2 separate regions of the Sus scrofa genome follow, and region 1 is linked to region 2. A link is a contact called in public Hi-C data. All regions are on one chromosome and are shown on one strand. Each heading gives the region's core, a stretch centred on a gene start, on an enhancer-like site or on the middle of the called end of the contact. The rest is flanking DNA. Distances are from core to core; before and after follow the strand shown.

What was found. A called contact is a pair of places that touch in the nucleus more often than the background predicts.
Region 1: a Hi-C map of retroperitoneal adipose tissue shows a contact between it and region 2, with 1.8 times the contacts expected there. The contact joins the promoter of EPHA4 here to the enhancer-like site in region 2. A contact is called at or near these places in 1 of 5 promoter capture datasets (liver) and 3 of 47 Hi-C or Micro-C datasets (embryonic fibroblasts, heart right ventricle and retroperitoneal adipose tissue).

Annotation. Positions count from the first base shown.
Region 1 is chr15:123,499,835-123,503,171 of Sscrofa11.1, forward strand. EPHA4 (EPH receptor A4) reads right to left here and starts at 1,925. Exons shown (of 17, transcript NM_001134967.1): 1 at 1,835-1,925. The coding sequence starts at 1,925.
Region 2 is chr15:123,124,481-123,127,528 of Sscrofa11.1, forward strand. No RefSeq gene overlaps it. Among named protein-coding and RNA genes, the nearest start is that of EPHA4, 380 kb to the right of the region's middle. Within about 2 kb of position 1,406, at least 5 of the 83 cell types and tissues checked have an H3K27ac peak or open chromatin away from gene starts, as enhancers often do. A contact at or near this core is called in retroperitoneal adipose tissue, where this site is marked.

The DNA of each region.
Region 1 (3,337 bases), core at 675-3,174, 380 kb after region 2:
GCCCCCTCCTCATTCCCTCTTCTCGGTCCCTAGAGAAAAGCCCGCTACATCCATTTGGATTTATGTAAGGTGGATTAGGGACACAAAGGGAACAATAAGACCCAATTTACAAAAAAAGGGAGGGAGTAGAAAGGGAGGGTAAGAGGGAGAAAAGAAAACGTGATGAGAATAAAAAGCAACAAAATGAATTAATTTTTAAGGAGGAGGCGGGATCGGAGGGGGGTGACACCCCCCCCCCCCATTTCTACACCAGCCTATAGCTCCATCATCACTTTTTTTGTCTGGGGCTCCCAAGTTTTGCTTCTAAACGAAAAAAGCAAGGGGAAAAAAAGGGAAAAAAAGAAAAGAAAGAAAAATCTCCTTTGCGTTTGGTGCAGAGGTCCTGAGGGACGTCCTAACAAGTGTGCAAAGTAGTCAGGAGAAAGAAGGATCCACGACTCGGATCAGAGGAATGACCCTGGGGACCTAGGGGCTGCAGCGGCCGAGATTGCACTAGGAGCCACGTCGGAAGGAGAGAGATGGGCAGAGCGAGGGAGCGCCCCTTTCCTCCGGAGCTGTGTCTGCCGGCAGGTGTGTGAATCTCTGAGAGCCTCTGACTGGCGAACTCTGGGTACCGGCTGCCCAGCTAAGGCTAAGTTGGTTTTTGGCTCCCTCCTTCGGAGCAGGGAAAATGATAGATTGCACGGGAATGGATGGACGGATCTTGGAGAGACGGACGTATGAATGGATGGATGGATGGATGGGAGAGGGTGGGGAGGTGAAGGAGACGGCGAGACTGATGCACGCAGGCTCGAGCGCGAGCATTCGCCGGAACACACGCGCACACAATTAGGACACTCGCGCCCAGGCACACAATTGCTTGCTTACACGCGGGCACCCGCGCACCCACATACACGCATTTGCGCTTGCGCTCATACACACACACGCACACGCAACTCGCCTTTCTCTGAGATCATCAGAAACTAAATGATCACCCCCCACATCCCCGACACAGACACACACACACTGCCTTTTCAGCACGTCCAAACAGACTCGCAGAAAACTGATCACCGACATGGATCCAGTCGGTCCCTCACGGTCCCTCCAAACTAACCTGGTGTACAGTTCAGGGGGCAAAAAGCTAAACCTCTAGTATATTCAACTTGCCGGCAGGTTCCCCAGGTCTTCGGGGTGGCCTGAGGTGAGGCGCTTGGGACTCACTAGGCCAGCGATCGCACCCCCAGGGCGCGGGGCCCTGAGGGGAGAAAGGTGTCTGACGCCGGGTGTTAGAAATCAGGTCACCGGCGACCGGTGAGCTGCGCCACGACCGCTGCGCGGCGGAGGCCGGGCAGCCGGGTCCTGGGAAGCGCAGGGCTCGGGAAACTTTGCAGAAACCGGAGCTCGCAAGGCTTTCGCAAGAACCCAAGAGAGCAGCACGATATCCTCAAGTAGGTCCAGGCTTCCGTTCTCACTCAGCCAGTGTCGAGTGGGAAAGTGACGGTAGGAACAGGTCCACAGAATTTATTTATTTATTTTTATTTTGGTGTTGGCTCCCGGGTATCCCCATAGGGTGCCTCAGGCTGCCTTCGTCGGTGGATGCTGATAAACTTTGTCCTTTCGTTACAAACTTGGGCAACCCCGCCGCAAGAACGGGTCACCTCCCCGAGGCAGGCTGCCCGGCCGCTCCCCGCCTCTCCTTCGGGGATCCCCTCGCCCGGGCCCCATTCTCCGGAGTCAGGGTGCACCGCTTGCACGGGGATCCCCTACACCCGCCGGCCTCGAGTTCCCGAGGACCCCTCGTCCGCCGATCGTTGCCTCTCTGTCCCAGACGGCAGAAAGGCCGCCCCACTCTTACCTTCATTTGCGGGATATACCCTGGAACCGGTGACAGCGTCGCAAATCCCAAAGAGAAACGAAAAGAGGACGAAATAGAAAATCCCAGCCATGGTTCGCCGGTGCCAACGTTGCTCCTGCCGCTTCTATCCCAGTGGAATAAATGCTTAAGTTAGGAGTGCAGCAGGCTGAAGACATTGCCAAGGGGGTGGGCCCGGCCGGTGACGCGCACCCGCCAGTCCCGGGACCTCGGCCAATGGTAGAGCAGAGGGGGCGGTTTGGCCCCGCCCCCACCAGGCAGAGCCGCCCCCGACGTACCGCCCCTCCGGGCTCCGCAGGGCGCTAGGTCTCCCCGGGGTTGGGGTTGCGGGGGGAGGTCTGTGCTGTATCCCGCCCCCGCCGGAGGTAGACGACTGGGTTTCCAGACTGCACCTGGGGTCCAGCACCTGGGGGTCCAGCTCCTGGGCGACAGAAGGAGCTTCGAAAGATTCTGAATTGGTTGAGGACAGTCCGAGGAATGGTGGGAGCCCCCACATCCCCCACGGGCGATTTGAGATGGAGGAAAAGGCTCTTTCATAGCCATTTAAAAAAAAAAAAAAAAGTTTAAAGTTGACCTGCCTCTTTGCTATTGCTCTTTTCTGAGGGTCGAAGCGTTGGCGTCCCGCACGTCCCGACTGGGGCTGCGCCTTCACTCCTGCGCACGGCGACGGCCACCCTCTGCTACCTGGCCCCTTTTTGTGCCTTTGTGGTGCATCTCGGTGTGAAATGCTCTTGGGGAGGGGGGAGATTTGTGGCTTGATAACTCCTTTTCCCAAGCTCCCAGCTGCCTGGAGAGCGGGGACCTAATCAGTCCCTAACGTCGGTCGAGAGCGGCGCTCATCCAGAAGCAGGATTCTATCACGGTCTCCAGAGACTGAACGAAAGACTTTATAGCAACGGAGAAGCCCCCTCTGGCCGCATCTCCGGCCCCGGGATAGTACTCCCCCAAACCTGGCAGGAAACTCCGAGATGACCTTGACTGCGGAGAACCAACTGTGTGTTTCCCGAGGGGAGTCCCTGACTAGCAAGTCCCGGCACAGAAGGCAAAAGCGGAGAGCACAAGGCACACGGGAGCCCGGGAGCTGCCCGGAGTGGTTGCTGCAGCTCAGCGCTCCCGTTGCTCCCCTGCGCTGGTCTGCACAGCTCTTGCAGCCCCCGAAGGCGGTGGTGGGCCAAGGGACCCGCAGAAATCCGCGCAGCTGCGCTCACTGCGGTGCCGCGGGTGTCACTGTGGACCTCCTGGGGGCGCAGGCAGCACGGAGCCCTGGGGTGTCCCCTGATGCCCCGACCGCGGACGCAGCCAACTGAGCGCTGCCGAGACCGCAACGCCGCAGGCGGGCGGGGGACCGGCCCCCTACGCGACTTGGTGAATTCTGCGGACGACTGGAGGTGCCCGATTCCTGAAGAGGCCTCTCTCCTTCCCTCTCTCAAACCAACCCTCCTCTGACTCCCTAAGGGTTAGGGCCGGGTTTTCCTCCGGAGACTG
Region 2 (3,048 bases), core at 156-2,655:
TAATTCCAGTTATAACGTAGAAGTGGTATTTCTGGTTTTCAGTGGGAAATGGAGAATTCCATATTGAGACATAAAATCAGTGAAATAAATAACATAATTCTAGATTGAGCCATAATGCACTGAAATAAATAGATGGGCATGTGACAAATGAAAGACTGTATGCAACGTATTTAGCAAAACTGAATTACAGTTGAAAAATCACTCCCAAATCCAAAGCCAAGTGTTTCCCTGTGATAATTACAATTGAAAATGGCTTAAAAGATTGGACCTGTGTTAGCACATTAGTGTATTCAGAAAATCAACCATCAGCAAAGATTCCATCCAGGAATTTTATCTTTAGTTCTTTCTGACGTTATAAAGGTCCCCTCCTCCTTCCTTTTTTATTAATGAATTAGGGGCTTTCCACCTGCGAGGCAGCTTTGAAGTCACATTTCCTTCTAGAAGTCCAGACTTCCTTCAGAGATTTCTTCCTAAATCCTCTTAGAGAATATGGTGCTCAGAGCTTTTGTTCTATATAATCACTCCCTGATGGGATGAGGGAACTTGGGACCAAGTAACCTAGTGCTTGAAACCCCTCCTATTGCTGTCAGACTTTAGCAGGTGCTGCAGGACTCGGGGAGGAAGAGCCCCCCCAGCTCTGAGAAGGAGGAGTTCTCATCAGCAGTAGCCTTATTTGAAAGCATCTCAACAAATCATAACAGGCACGCGTGCACACACGCACACGTGTATGTGTGTGTGTGTGTGACACACACAGGCAAGGGTTATTACATATATCCTTCTTAATATATACATATCTATATTTTTCCCCTTTGAATTCCATTTACCATCTTGTAGGGCTCTTATAGAAAAACAAACATCAGCAAATTGTTCTTACTATCTCTGAGCTTGTTTAAATATTGAATACCCCTTTTATTTTACCATCTAAAATCAGAATCAATTTGGTATTTCCAATCCATCTGAGCACTTCCCACAAAGGTCTTACATGTTATCCTTTTGGTTTATGAACTTTTAAGATCTCTAGACAATTCCAGAGCCTTTGAGTTATGTTTTTCAGTATGACTTTGGCTGCTGCCAAAAGACTGAATCATTAAATACTGGCCCAAGAGAGCTGATTCTTACAGCCAGACAGCTTCAAGGAGGATTTCTAATCTGATATGATACTAGTGATTTAGATTTCTCTATGATTTGTTCTCTGAGAGTAAGGCAAAACTTTTTGTGCCTTTTTGAAATAACTGCTAAAGAGTGAAATAAAACACCTTATAATCCTAATGGGAAATGCCAAGGATTTTATTAAATTTCTAACTTGAGGTGATATTTTCTATTATTAAGAATGAGTTGTGCTACCATTAATGCACCAGAGAAGTGACACATCTCAGAAATATCCTGGGACTGTGATCTGTGGAACGGAAGTGAGCCACAGCCCAGGGTCTTGCTGTCTGCCAGCAACTCTCATGTCTGCTGTTTGCAATGCTGGCATTTGACCTGTGACTTGGAAAATCTTTCTTCAAAACATGTTCTGTTTTGGCTGAACTTCCTTCTTAGCTTTTCAGTAATTATTACACTTCCTATAATAAGCTTTGGCTTAATGTGATTTCACATCATTTTGGGTGTTTTGTATCCTTGGGAAGACTCAGCTTTTATTTATTTATTTATTTTTTTTACTTGAAATCGTGTATTATTTAGATATTTTCTTTATGTTATCCCATCCACATAAATAAATTTTCATATATCTGATTTTTTCTAAAACACGAAAATCAGCCATTTTTAAAAAAATTTAAAAAAAATTATTGGTGTATAGTTGACTTACCAAGTTGTGTTAGTTTCAGGTGTACAGCAGAATAAATCAGTTATATATATATGTATATCCATTCCTTTCCAGATTCTTTTCCCACATAGGTTATTTATTACACAGTGTTAAATAGATTCCCCTGTGCTATACAATAGGTCTTTGTTCCCTTTTTTATATATAGTGATGTGTATATGTCAGTCTGAATCTCCTAATTTATCCCTCTTCCACACATTTTCCCTTTGGTAGCCACAAGTTTAATTCTGAAATCTTTGAGTTTGTTTCTGTTTTGTAAATTCTCTTGTATCATTTTGTATTCGATTCCACATGATCGCATATAGTATTTGTCTTTCTCTGTCTGACCTACTTCACCTAGTATGATAACCATCCATGTTGCTGCAAATGACATTATTTCATTCTTTTTTATGGCTAATATTCCATTACATATATGTACCATATCTTCCTTTGTTATGATCATTATACAACTACAGATGTGATAAATTCATTTGAGTAAGACTCAGCTTTTAAAGTGAGCATATTTTAGATCATCACCAAGGGTTTTTGAGGTGAGGGCATGTCATCCCTGAGGACTGGCCAGATGTTTTTCCTCCATTTATGCCACTTTTTAGAGGCCCAGATGGGTTCTGCTTAGCTTGGCCACCATGTAGACTAAAATATGTTCCTAGGTATTTTTTAAAAAGAATTAAATAATGAATAGGCAGGTCTCAAAGGATTTTAGGGCAATGAGTAAAACTGTCTGTATGATATCACAATAAAGGATACATATCGTTGGTAGGAAAGAAAAAATTTTCCCTTTTTTTCTTTTGTCTTTTTAGGGCCGCACCTGCGGCATGTGGAAGTTTCGGGATGCAAGCTACATCTGCAACCTACACCATAGCTTAAGATAACGCCAGATCCTTAACCCACTGAGCGAGGCCAGGGATTGAACCTGCAACCTTATGGATACTATTTGGGTTCATAACCCACTAAGCCACAATGGGAGCAGCCTCCCCTATTTTTTTCTTTATACTCCTAGTTTCTCCAACTACTGTCCTATTTAAGACTGACAAAAGAAAAAACAGGAAACAAACAAACAAGCTTATTAATGCATGTATCCTGCATACACACAGAAGAATTCAGTCAAAAAAGTAACTCAGATGGATGGATGGTCAAAACTCAGGGCTCGCATAGCTTCTGAACAAACAACAATGTGTTTGTAGAGAAGTGACGAAACAAAGAAAGGTTTTTAGGCTTCAAAGGAC